Linked DNA regions of Mus musculus: region 2 is linked to region 1. Evidence: chromatin contacts called from public Micro-C data. All regions are on one chromosome and are shown on one strand. Each heading gives the region's core, a stretch centred on a gene start, on an enhancer-like site or on the middle of the called end of the contact. The rest is flanking DNA. Distances are from core to core; before and after follow the strand shown.

The links. A called contact is a pair of places that touch in the nucleus more often than the background predicts.
Region 2: a Micro-C map of muscle stem cells shows a contact between it and region 1, with 3 times the contacts expected there. The contact joins two enhancer-like sites. A contact is called at or near these places in 1 of 39 promoter capture datasets (embryonic stem cells), 11 of 484 Hi-C or Micro-C datasets (CD8 T cells, the P5424 cell line, cardiomyocytes and 7 more) and 3 of 9 other capture datasets (adipose tissue, liver and macrophages).

Annotation. Positions count from the first base shown.
Region 1 is chr17:7,661,734-7,668,287 of GRCm38.p6, forward strand. No RefSeq gene overlaps it. Among named protein-coding and RNA genes, the nearest start is that of Gm33158, 27 kb to the left of the region's middle. Within about 2 kb of position 2,663, at least 33 of the 459 cell types and tissues checked have an H3K27ac peak or open chromatin away from gene starts, as enhancers often do. A contact at or near this core is called in muscle stem cells, where this site is marked.
Region 2 is chr17:7,801,798-7,807,578 of GRCm38.p6, forward strand. It overlaps Fndc1 (fibronectin type III domain containing 1), which reads right to left. Exons shown (of 21, transcript NM_001081416.2): 2 at 3,030-3,224. Gm52281 (a long non-coding RNA gene) reads left to right here and starts at 557. Exons shown (of 3, transcript XR_003952218.1): 1 at 557-624; 2 at 5,369-5,455. Within about 2 kb of position 3,739, at least 4 of the 459 cell types and tissues checked have an H3K27ac peak or open chromatin away from gene starts, as enhancers often do. A contact at or near this core is called in muscle stem cells, where this site is marked.

The sequences.
Region 1 (6,554 bases), core at 1,413-3,912:
GGCTATGTCTCCTGAGAGACAAGAGTACATCATGGTGGGCACTTGTGGCAAGAAGCAGAGGGCATAGTGGCAGGAAGAGAAAGCTGAGGGCTCACAGTTTGAACCTCAAGCATGAAGCAGGGTGTGTGTGTGTGTGTGTGTGTGTGTGTGTGTGTGTGTGTGTGTAGTGGGAGGACCTTGGAATGGTGCATAGCTTTGAAACCTCAAAGTCCACTGTCAGCAACATATTTTCTTGTTTTTTTTTTTGTTGTTGTTTTTGTTTTTGTTTTTGTTTTTGTTTTTCAAGAAAGGGGTTCTCTGTATAGTCCTGACTGTCCTGGAACTCACTTTGTAGACTAGGCTGGCCTCAAACTCAGAAATCGGCCTGCTTCTGTCTCCCAAGTGCTGGGATTAAAGGCATGCGCCATCACACCCAGCTTTTGTTTTGTTTTTTGTTTTTTGTTTTGTTTTATTTTGTTTTTAGCAACATATTTTCTTAAGCAAGTACTTCTTCCAGCAAGACCTTTAAACCCACACAAACAGCCAACAACTGAGGACCAAGTATTCAAATATCTGAGTCTAAGGGGGGACATTCTCACTCAAATCACCATAAGAAAAAAAATCCAGACTGTTTGTATCTGTGAAATATATTCAGAGGGTGACTTTATAGAAAGTATAACCCACTGGGCATGGTGGTACACACCTTTAATCCCAGCACTTGGGAGGCAGAGGCAGGTGGATTTCTGAGTTTGAAGCCAGCCTGGTCTACAGAGTGAGTTCCAGGACAGCCAAGGCTACACAGAGAACCCTTGTCTCAAAAAAAAAAAAAAAAGTATGACCCAGGGAAGAAGTGGCTTTCTTGTTTGATGTTTGATTGCATGAGCAAACCTAAAATCTTTGTGTACTGGATATTAGTCTCCATTGCTCAAAAGAGCAGTGTCTGTTCATTTAGTTAACTCAATTCACATAAAATTATATAATTAGTTGTGTGTATTGGCTGGCTTTGCAGGGCCATGAAGAATAGGGAGGGCTATCAGTGGTGCCTACAAGTCATTAGAAGCCAGCTGAGGGTGTCATGGCTCAGTGTTATTTTTATCTGTTGTCAGCTTTCCTTGTGAATCTGTGTGAAATGACTCTACTGTGAACATTCTGTCATGGCTCCTTTCTCTCTGTTTGTCCTCCACCCTCCCAGGACTCTTCCTGTTCCTTCTTCATTTCCTACACTTCAGGCAGCTCAAACTTCCTCCACAGGGAAATCCTACAGTTTGGGGTCTTCTTGACCTAGCCTAGAGCTACTGTGCCTCCTTCTCTCATGCTGTGAACAATTTTTCCTTTCTCTTCTTAGCAAAACTGCCTGTTCCTTGGCCCACTCCAGGCAGTTCCATCCTTACTCAACAGCTAACTTGTGATAAATGACATTTCAATGGAGTGAAGAGTATCCTGCCTTTCCCAAGAAATGTCTGTATTGTAAAGGTGCAATCACAGGGGTTGGGTAGGGGGAGATCTTAGAGAGCCATACTCCAAGTCATGACCACTATTTGTCAAGCAGTGCAGAACTTTCAGAGGATAAATGGGTAGCAGTGGGACCTTTTGGGATTTCTCAAATCACCGCCCCCCCCCCCATATCCAGTCAGATACACGGAGTGATGGGGTGCACTTAGCCCAGTTAAAATGTTCATTCCTGAGCCTACGAAGGACACTCTTACTTAAGTCACCAGAGATCCAGAAATCCCAGTGGGTGTGGAGAGAGTAAGACATCTGGCTTTTAAGAGGCCTGTCTCACAGCACATATCACTGAGCACCCAGGGAGGTTCTCGGTGCTCTCTGAGACAGGATAGGAGAAGCTGGGGAGCAGCTGAGTGTGACTACACACTGGCTGTCCTGGCCTGAAGAACCAGGTCCCTCTTTCCTAGAGGCTTAAGGAAGTTTAGAATCCCAACTTAGATGTTTTGATGAAAAACCAACTCCATAGTTCATCTTGGCGAAACGACTCTAACAGCTGGGTTGAGTGCTAAGTGTTCTCTGTCACCTCATCTCTCAGGGACCTTGCTGCTTGTGCAGGTTGGGATTGTCCCCCTTGTCCCCTTGCTCCCTTCAGTCAGGGAACACACTATGTCATGATGTCTTGTGTATCTTTGAGTTTCCTTATACTTGACAGTCACCAAATATTCATCCAAAGAGGCTTGGATTGACTGTGTCCTGCTCACTTTGCTTGGCCTCATCCAAAGATGCCTGGGATGCCAGAGATCTTCAAGTGAGTACCCACTCAAACAGCTCAGATGTGTTTGTTGGGGCCAGAGAAACAAAGGACAAAGCCAGGCCTCCTTCCCAGCCACCGGCCTTCCAGACCTAGCCGCCAGGCAGGAGCCAAGACACAGATGCCAAGAGTGACCTCAGCCCCACACTCATCTCTCCTGACCTGGTTGGGGGACCTCAGAGCTCCCCAGCTCTATCCTGGGAGTCACAAGACTCCTGTCCCTACCTCTGAGAGGTCAGAGGTGGGAGCTCTATTGACTCACAGCAGGACTTCCCAACTTGGAAGCCAGGATTTTCTTCCCGTATATTACAATACTAAAAAAGTAATTACTGCTCTATTGAAACTTTCTGCTAACCACACCAGGTCCAGACATCTGAGTTAAACTAAGCTGGAGCAGCTTTAGTGGAGATTTTTCCACAGCTGCAAAGCTCTGCAAATCTCAAAGGCTTCCAACAGCCACCGCACCCACAAATATTACAGGAATGAAGACAGTTCAAATAGGAGAGAAATGGCTGATTATGCCAATCTGAAAGGCCCTAATGAACAATGGTATCTTTTGGATAACATTATAGAAATGACTGAGGAGTTGCTAGTTAGAACTATGAAGATAAAACTTTTAATTCATCACTCTGGCAAGGAGGAAGCAACAGAGGGTTGGCTCGCAGATTTGGAATATTAGCGTCACTTGAGAGGTGCAGTTGGCAAAGAGAGGTGGCCAGCAACCACACCCTTTTGCTACTGAGGGAGGGGGCAGACTTTCCTGCTGAGTACCGTGTTGTGGTTTGTATGAGAATGTGTCCTAGTGGCTTGGATTTTTTAACACATGGTCCCCAGTTGGTGGCTTTTGGGTAGGTTTAGGAGGCATGGCCTTGCCTGAGGAAGTGTGTCACTGTGGGGAAGGCTCTTCAGTTTCTAACTCACACCCCATTTCCAGCGTGTTCTCTGCTTTGTGCTTGCAGTTCGAGAGATGAGCCCCAATTCAGCTCCTGCCACTATGTCCTTGATCCACCACCTTGGATTTTAACCCTCTGGAAATGTAAGCCCAAATATACTTTGTTCTGTAATCCACCTAGGTCATGACACTTTATCACAACAACAGGAAAATAACAACACACTGTGAGAAGCAACAAGGGTCTCCATTACCCACTACTCAACACCATCAGTAGGCATGGGGGCCCAACTCGGAGAAGACTTTTATATTAAACAAGGTATCAGGGATAGTCCCCAAAAGAGCCAAGCCTGTACCTGGTAGGACAGGGTTCTCCCCCCCCACCCCCCCACAGGGTTTCTCTGTGTAGTCCTGGCTGTCCTGGAACTCACTCTGTAGACCAGGCTGGCCTCAAACTAAAAAAATCTGCCTGCCTCTGCCTCCCAAGTGCTGTGATTAAAGGTGTGTGCCACCACTGCCTGGCTGAGTTTCATCTTTCTAAAGCCATTTGTGCTGCAAGCTTGTTTGGGAGTGGGTAGTAGAGTTATATTAAGAGGAAAAAGGCTTAGAAATCTGAGGCTTCCGTCCTACCCAGTGCCCTGCTCCTGAGGCAGACACCACACTTGGAGAGATTTGCACTGTCCCTGCTGCAGGTATAGAGAGCTGAGGCCCAGAAGTTTTCCCTGGAGGGAAAAGCAGGCCTTCCTGAGATCTTGTTTCAAACTAAATGTATGGGAAGATCACACTTCATACCCTCCACCCCCAAGTGATGAAAAAGTCTCAGAAGCAAGCATTTAGGAAGAGAGTTCAGAAGAAAAACCTAGACCAGTCATTTCATGAGAGAACCAGGGAAAGAGACAGTTAATGAGAGTCCTCTTGGGCGTCATGACAAACCTCAAACACTGACCTTAGAACTACCCCTGTGAAGGAGTCCAAATCTAATTGGAGCTGACTGTGGAGTGATTTATGCCCTGGAGTGTTATTGAAAGCAACTGAACAATCAGCAAGCAATTAGTGGAGTCTGCTATCTGGGTGTGGTCAGGGGATGCAGATAATCTAAGAGTGCTTCTCCAACCACCCTATGCATTCCTACGTCTGCTTTCCCTTAGAAGTTACACCAAAGGTTTCAGGCAGGTCAGGAAGGGGGAGAGGAACAAATAAATATACAGCCCTCAAAGGAAGACGGCTTGGTGAGAGGATCGTACCCAGACCTGCTCATAATCAACACAAACATTACAGACAAAAGAACATGAAATTATGACATCCATAGGTGCAATAGTACACAACAGAAGTGCCCACGAGGGAGCTGGGGGCATAGCTTCATGGTTGAAGAGCTTGCCCTGAAGCAGCAGGGACCAGGGCAGCGCTGAATCACCTCGTCTTCCCAGGCCTGAAATAGATAAGAAGCCTACCACAGTTCTGTTTAAATCTGTACAAGCAGAGCAATTTTCAAATAAATAAAAGGAAGGCTACATTAGGTCACGGCTAAAGGCAACCTTGGCCTGGGGCCGATTTCCAGACCTGAGCCAGTTTGCAGACCCAGAACCCCTTGAATAAAGGGGTGGCCAGGTTCCCCTGAGGAAGACCCTTGATAAAATATCTAAAAGGTTTACTGTTAGCCTTTTCCCCTGTTGTTCCCAGCACTCCTACTGAGAGATGGGAGGTGGAGACAGAATTGTCTGGAAGGTCACAGGCCAGCTTGCGTGCAGTATACAGTATAACGGCAGAAATGAGAGAGACCCTGCTACAATAGACTGTCTCAAGCAAGGTAGGATGTGAGAGCTAGCTAAGGAAACCGACTTCTGACCTCCATGTATGTATGCCCCCACACACAGAAATGCTTTTTAAAAAGATGGTTTTATAATGATAAAAACTTAGTTAGACAAGCATATGAGTTTCAATCACCTCTCACCTTATCATCTGGAGTAATTTCCCCAAACAGTTTTCTGTATAAAGGGGGGTAAAGAGGATTCTCATAAAGAATTACCCAATAGAGATCATGCAGCTTAAATAACAGCCACACGGACAACTGAACTAACAGGATTCTACAAACTTGGCATGAAAGAGATAGGGGACAATGCAAACCCCAGACTGAATAAGGAGCCAGAACTTTTCATAAATATCAACAAAGGGTCCAAACTCCCATACCCAACCTCTTACCATGCCTGATTATATAAATCTATTTTATCAGAGTGTTGAAAGATGCCACAACATTCAGTAACAATGTTTTCTCTGAGACACCAGGGTTCCTCAGTGGGCTTCGCTCCAGCTGCTTTAACCACTGTTGTGCAGTCTCCATGTGTGGCTTTAGGAGATGCAGACAAACACAGGCCCGGGGAAGGAAAGGGCTGGGCTCGGTGCCTGGTGGTCTCTGGGCTCACTGCTTCAGTACAGCTAAGACACCTCTCTGGCTGTAACTCGCCTGTTCTGTGTGAGGGAAAGGTGGAACTTATAGCTGTTCACTTTTGTGGCAGAGACGATGGAGACTGTTTCTTCCACTTGCCACAGGCAGTTCAAGCTGAACTAGCCACCCCAGGAAGTGTTGAGAGCACAAGAGCAATAGTGACTGTCTAGTACCCATCATGTATCAACCTCCTACACTGTATGTTTACCCTCTGCAGGGCTAGTACAGAGCACTGTGCCTCAGACTACATCTTCGTCTTCATTATCTTATACTTCTTAACCTTTATACAGGGAAGATGAGGTTCTGGCACAAGTCTTCCCAGAATTCTAGCAAAGTAGCTACAAGCTTGTATGGATCCTGCTTTAGCCCATCCTCTACCTGTGGAATCTTGGGAAAGCTACTCAGCCTCTCCTCTCTGTGCTGGTGCCGTGGTTCCTTCTCAAGTAAAATGGGGTAAATGCTAATACTTCTCCATGGTTAATTAAAAGATTTAATGTGTTAATACTTAAAAAGAGTACTTAGAACAACCTCCAATGTGCAGGAAAAAGAGCTGTGTGTTTCCTTGATAAAATACATTATAAGTAAATTTCTTTTACTACCGGGAAAAATTAGTTTGCTCCAAATTTCACAGACTTCTCTGCCAACAGCTGTGCTTTTGCCAGAGGGAAATGGATAATGGCCCCAGACTTCCCGATGTCCCCACAGAGTGCAAACTTCTGCAAATGACTTGTCCTTACCCCCACGTGACATCTGATTCCCTCCCTGGCCCCAGCAGGGAAAAGACTCCAGAGCTGCTTCCCTCAGGAGGTTCACTCTGCAAATTTACCTCTCTGGTATTTCATAGCAGAAAGTTTCCCAGTGAGAACTGACTACAGGTCACCCTCCCTTGACTACACTAAGCAGAAGGGATGGTTACAGCAAGCAGCAAGGAGCTGGGAAGGGCCACCTACTTATCACTTCCGTGGGGCCCTGACGGTGTCTTCAGG
Region 2 (5,781 bases), core at 2,489-4,988, 140 kb after region 1:
GCTAACATTCTCCCCATGCGCCTGAAACAGGGCTGACCCCAAGAATGTCAACTGTATTTAATACAAAGTGCAGGCAAGCGGAACAAACCTGGGTTCCTGCACCACTGATAACAGAAGACTTTGAGGTCTGTAGTATGAACTCAGTGGAGGAATTAGGAGCTCACTGACCACATTAGAACCCAAACACAGTGCCACAAACTACTACCACCACACAGGGAAGCTCCAAATGGAAAGATCCAAGGGGAAAAAAAGAACTATCAATGAAAATCATAAAATCTTTATTGCTGTACATAACGCTTCATGGAATTTTTCTTTTTCACTGTAAAATGTTCCCCAGACTACATCTGCATGTGGTTTTTGACTATTTTAACAAAAAAAAAGGTTAGAAAAATATTTCCTGGAATTCTGAAAATGCTAATCTTGAAATAATTAGGCTTTTGCTTTTGGACTTTGGTCTCAGGGTCAAGGCAAGTAGCAGAGGTCTCCTTGGCTGAGCCCTGAAACCGTTGAGATTCAAAAGGAAACCAAGGGAACTGTTACAGCACAAAGCCTTGGACTCGCGAGTTTCCAAAACCAAAACTGTGACACTAATTTCCCCCCAAATGAATCATTGTCTCATAGCAGGTAAGGAAGAAGCAGTTCCTTGAGGAGCTTAAAGCCTGTGAGTGTGGGGCGGGGTGGACGTTGGAGAGATGACAGTTTGTCCTGTCGGGAAGGCGAGGGAGAACGGCATTTCCCAACCTTGAGGCATTCTTTTAAACAGAACCTTACTCAGTCCTCAAGCTGGAGGTTTGAGGCTATCTGGGACTTCTGCTATACTCAAGCCTGGCTGTGGGCTCTTGGCTGTCTGTGGCAGGAGCTGGTGGCATTTAGGGCCTGGCACAACCTGCCGAGCTAATGGGAAACCGTTCCAGGTCCCAACAGAATACAGAATTGTGCTTTGTCAGCCTTTCCTCACTCTGGACTCATTTGAATTCCCCAGCAATGGAGTCCACATGTCTCCGACTCTCGACCATTTAACTCATCACTTCCTTGGGAGACGTTGTTTATCGGGTGTTTCTCTCTCTCTCTCTCTCTCTCTCTCTCTCTCTCTCATGTGTGTGTGTGTGTGTGTGTGTGTGTGTGTGTGTGTTTCTCTCCAGCAATCATAACAACCCTGTGTTTGATCAAATCTAACCCTGCTTGAGTCTTTGCTCTGTTACATTTAACCTCACAGCTGGACTGGGGATGTAAGCCACCGTGCTTCATAGCATTGTGTATTTGGCTGGAAGCAGGAGGAAGGGAACCTGGCCCCCTCTAGGTCTGTTTACCCAAAGAACACAGTGGCACCCAGCAGAGGGTGGAGATGCGGAGGGGTGTGCTGTGGTTCATGCCAGGATCAGAACAGTAACATGGCACAAAGGATACTAGTTTTTCTCTAGTTGGCTCTGTGACTTCCTCATGCCTCATCTCAAAGTTGTAGCCTTCCATGATGGTAGAAATTTTAGAGGAAGAAAAGAGGGTACAGAGGCAGACCCCCTAGGGCTGTACCTTTAAGACAAAGCACACTGAGGTAGGACTTAAAATGTCCCCGTGTTTCAGAATCAACTGAAAATCAGGTTTCAGTGAGTACAAAGGTTGTCCTCTCTGCACGCGTGACCTTCTGTGACCTTCACAGGCATGTGACACAGTTACCCTGGAGCAACTCGGGGAGGTAGGGGCCCCAACACCCGTGCAGGTAAAAAAACGAGCTTGCCAGTGACAGGAAACCCCATGGCTAGCAGAAGCGGCCAAGTGACACCTATTTCCGTATTGTTGAGTATCACATTGCGTGAAAGGTTAGCCAGAGTGACAAGATATCGGACCTTTTGTTTTGTTTTGTTTTAGAAACAGAGATGCATGGTTTACTAGGGAGATGGGATGCTCACACCTGGAGGACGCTGACGTCATGAGAGTCAGTTTTCTGCAGTCATGGTTTAACACTGCAGTCTCTGTTTATATATCCTAGGATTCTTTCTGTTGTTGTGATAAGCAACCTAGAGGAGGAAAGGGTTTATCTATCTTATATGTGCAGGTCAGAGTCCATCACTGAGGAAAACCAAGACAGGAACTCAAATAAGAGCTCAGAGAAGAAACCATGGGGGAATGCTGCTTGCTGGTTAGCTCTCTGGCTCACTTTGGGGAGACTTGTTTATGCTTACTTGGCTTTTTTACATGGCTCAGGATTGTCTGCCTAAGGATGTTGCTGCCCACAGTGGGCTGGGTCCTCTTATATCAATGAATATTCAAGGCAATCTCCTATAGATATGCCCACAGGCCAACATATTACGGACAACTTCTCAGCTGAGGCTTCTCCTCTCAGATAACTCTAGGCTGTATCATACTGTATCGTCTGACAATGTAGACTGAGGCAGGTGCTGTGTGTGAACTCAAGTGTTTGCACATGTAAGTGTTGAAAAATGCTAACTGTAAATAGATTTGTATATTACATTATAGTAGCAGATAATTTAGATTGTCATTTACACATTTTATGCATTTTTGACCCACCCAACATCTTTATATCACTAGGCTTCGAAGTTCTTCAGCAAGCTTTTTTTCCTAATTGTCACAATCCACCCCCCCCCCCAAATTACATATGATCAGACCAACACAGTTCAAACCAAAGTTGTTCAGTGGTCAACTGTGCTTAATTATTAAATGGCTTATAAATGGAAAGATGTTCATACTAGATTATTAAACCATCTAATAGTCAAGTTTCTATAAGATCAAAAATAGTAATAATAAAAGATCAACAATGTTTCCATTGTTTTCCAAAGCACTATCAAAAACTAAAACTTCCTACTTTATTTTGACATTAGGAATGCTTCGGTTAAGTGTATGAGCAAGGACCTCCAAGCATATCCTTATGATGAGTCTCAAAACGTGGCTTTCTGTTTCCAAAGACTCTGGGCCAGCCACACTCTGTCTTGCCAACAGCTATCCTAAGTGCACAGCTGCAACTGTTGATGCACAGTTAGGGGTGAGTGAAGAAAGGAATGTGTGTCACTTACCCACGTCCTTAATAAGGAAGGAGTGTGTCTCCGCATTCACCTTGATGGACTTAAGACTTTTCAGTGACTTCCCATAGGCAATGTTGTAATACTCCACCGGTCTACTGGAAGCATCTTTGGGTGGGTCCCATGTGACCTTCAGGCCCATGTTAGTGGACAGCAGTTTCACATGCCTTGGCTTCAGTGGGTGGTCAACTATACAAACAGCGCAACTATGAACTTTATGCAATGGCAGGCTGGGAGAATACTTCTCTGAATGTTCTCTGATATTCTCAGCAAGAATGTAAATGACATTCCATCTGTCTGATCCTAAAGATTTGCGTGCAACCATGTTTGCACACGGTCACAGCATGACAGCGAAACAAACACACAGATCCCACGTGTGGGTTGTATTTTGGATTACCGTGGGTGGTAAATTTAAACCAAACGGGAAGAAAGTCAAAATCAACCCTTGGCATTTCTTGCCTTGATTATGCAGACATGCCAGGGCAAGAAAAACAAATGAGTAATTTATTTCACACAGTCCCCAGAAGGATTTGCTCACTGCATTGGCTCCTGGTGTCTTCTGTGTGAAACTGAACAAGCTTTAAAAGCCTCTCTAAGGGTTACAGTGAGGGTTGGGAGGACCAGCTGCCATGTTCAAAGTGAGGAGACAAAGTGTTCATTTCCACAAAGGCCAAAACGTGGTACACATTCATCTAGGGCTCCAGTTCCAAAGGAGCCAACACTTCCAGCCTCCTGGGCATCGCGCCGCATGCGCATGGTGCACGGTGCACTTGCATAAATGCAAACAAAACAAATAACTTTTTAAAGTACCACCTCATCTTCAATTATGAACTCTTACGTTTTTCTTCATTTTCACATTTACCAAGCTAGTGCCTAACATTTTACCTAGCCAAAATCTCTCAGTTCCCTGAGTAGCTGGAACTGCAATGCAAGGTTGTAGCAATGTGTGCTGGATAGTGATGTAGCAATTGCAACAGCCAGACAAATGCTGAGTTAATTTCGACGATAAGGTGACTGACTATTCAGAAACAGGAGGCATTTTCAGAAAATAAATTAAAAAGTGACCTAAGTGAGTGGGGAGGAAAACCTTAATTTTAATAACATTTTTTAAAACGCACTTGCAATCTCATAGAGGAAAGAAAGGGAAGACAACACTTTCATGAGGACACACATGGGTTAGCATGTGATTTTGATACTGATGAAACATCTGAACAGAACAAACACGAATGATCGTAACATCCAGCACCCATCCTCTTCCCCCTGAACACTGCCCTATGGCCTCTGGACCAAAGCTGGTTGGGAGAGTCCACAACATGCGTAAAGAGGAGGGCTTGACGCTTTTTGAAGCATTAGAGGAAGGATGCTCATTCTGAGGACAGAAGCAAGGTGTTAAATGATGTGCCCTGACCATAATCCCCAGAGGAGCCATCCCAACTCCACATGTGTGGGAGAAGACAGGTAAGCAAACCAGAGGGACAGAATGTCAGAGGCTTCCTCCTGGGCTTGAGAAATGAGCCACGCTGGCTTCTCCCAATCACTCAGGTCAGGAAACAGTTCATCAATGCCATCGAGAGAGAAGAGCCATCTATAAACATTCCATCTCCTTCCCTTCTGCGACTCTATGCTGATGGGCTTCTTGTCGCTATGATAGAATATCTGAGAGAGTCAACTTAGAAATGGGAGGGTTCTGTGTCAGTCGTGGTTTTGGAAGTTTGTGGCCACGGTTGATTTTCACTGTTGCTCTTGGCTCTGACAGGAGGCAGCCATGATGTTGGGATCACATGGTATGGTGAAGCTGCCACCTCATGGCAGCCAGGAAGCAATAAGAGAATGAAGATGTATTCCACTGTCCCTTCAAGGACAAAACTCTAGTGACATAAAATCTCCCATTAGGCCCCACCTCTTCAAGGCTCTATAGCTCCCCCACATCTATGAGGTAGAGGGTCAGCCTTTATTTAGAATTTCTGAGAACTCACCTGAACCACAGCAGCCTTGTAAGCTAATCTCATACAAGAGTGCTTTTTCTGGGAAGAACGCTATAACTGATGCTCCACGTGCTCTCTTGGGGACCTTTGCCTTCTTGTGACAAAAACTTAACCAAAGAAACAGCTTTCTAGAAATAGCCTTCTAGGCTTTAGAGTGACACTGGTAGAAGTCACTTTTGAACATAAAGGCTTTGGGGACACCCTGAAGTCACGTCTCAGAGGCAGCCCGAGTCTGAAATTAAGGTTTGTCAAAACTCACTAGATCAGCATACCACCTCCTCATCCTCCCAGCCCACGCTGGGCCAGTGATTGAGGTCTTCGACCTGATTAAATGTCCTCGTTTTCTAGGTTCCCATCTGCTTGGATTTTACAGCTGACATCATTTCCAGCAGCTCCTAATAAACACCACCCAGGGCGGGAGAGATGGCTCAGCAGGTAAGGGCACTGACTGCTCTTCCAGAGGTCCTGAGTTCAAATCCCAGCAACCACATGGTGGTTCACAAGCATCTGTAATGGAATCAGATGCCCTCTTCTGGTGTGTTTCAAGACAGTTATAGTACTCATATACATAAAATAAACAAATAAACCTTTTAAAAAATAAATAAGTATCACCCATGGATAACTAAGAGAACAGGCTGACCAGGGGATAGGGAAAGTGACCAAGAACAACCTCGTGCGTGGACCATGCCAGCCCACAACAACCCCTTCCTCCATCAGTGCCTGACCAACCCAGTATGGAGTGACTCAGTCCTTCCAGCAAG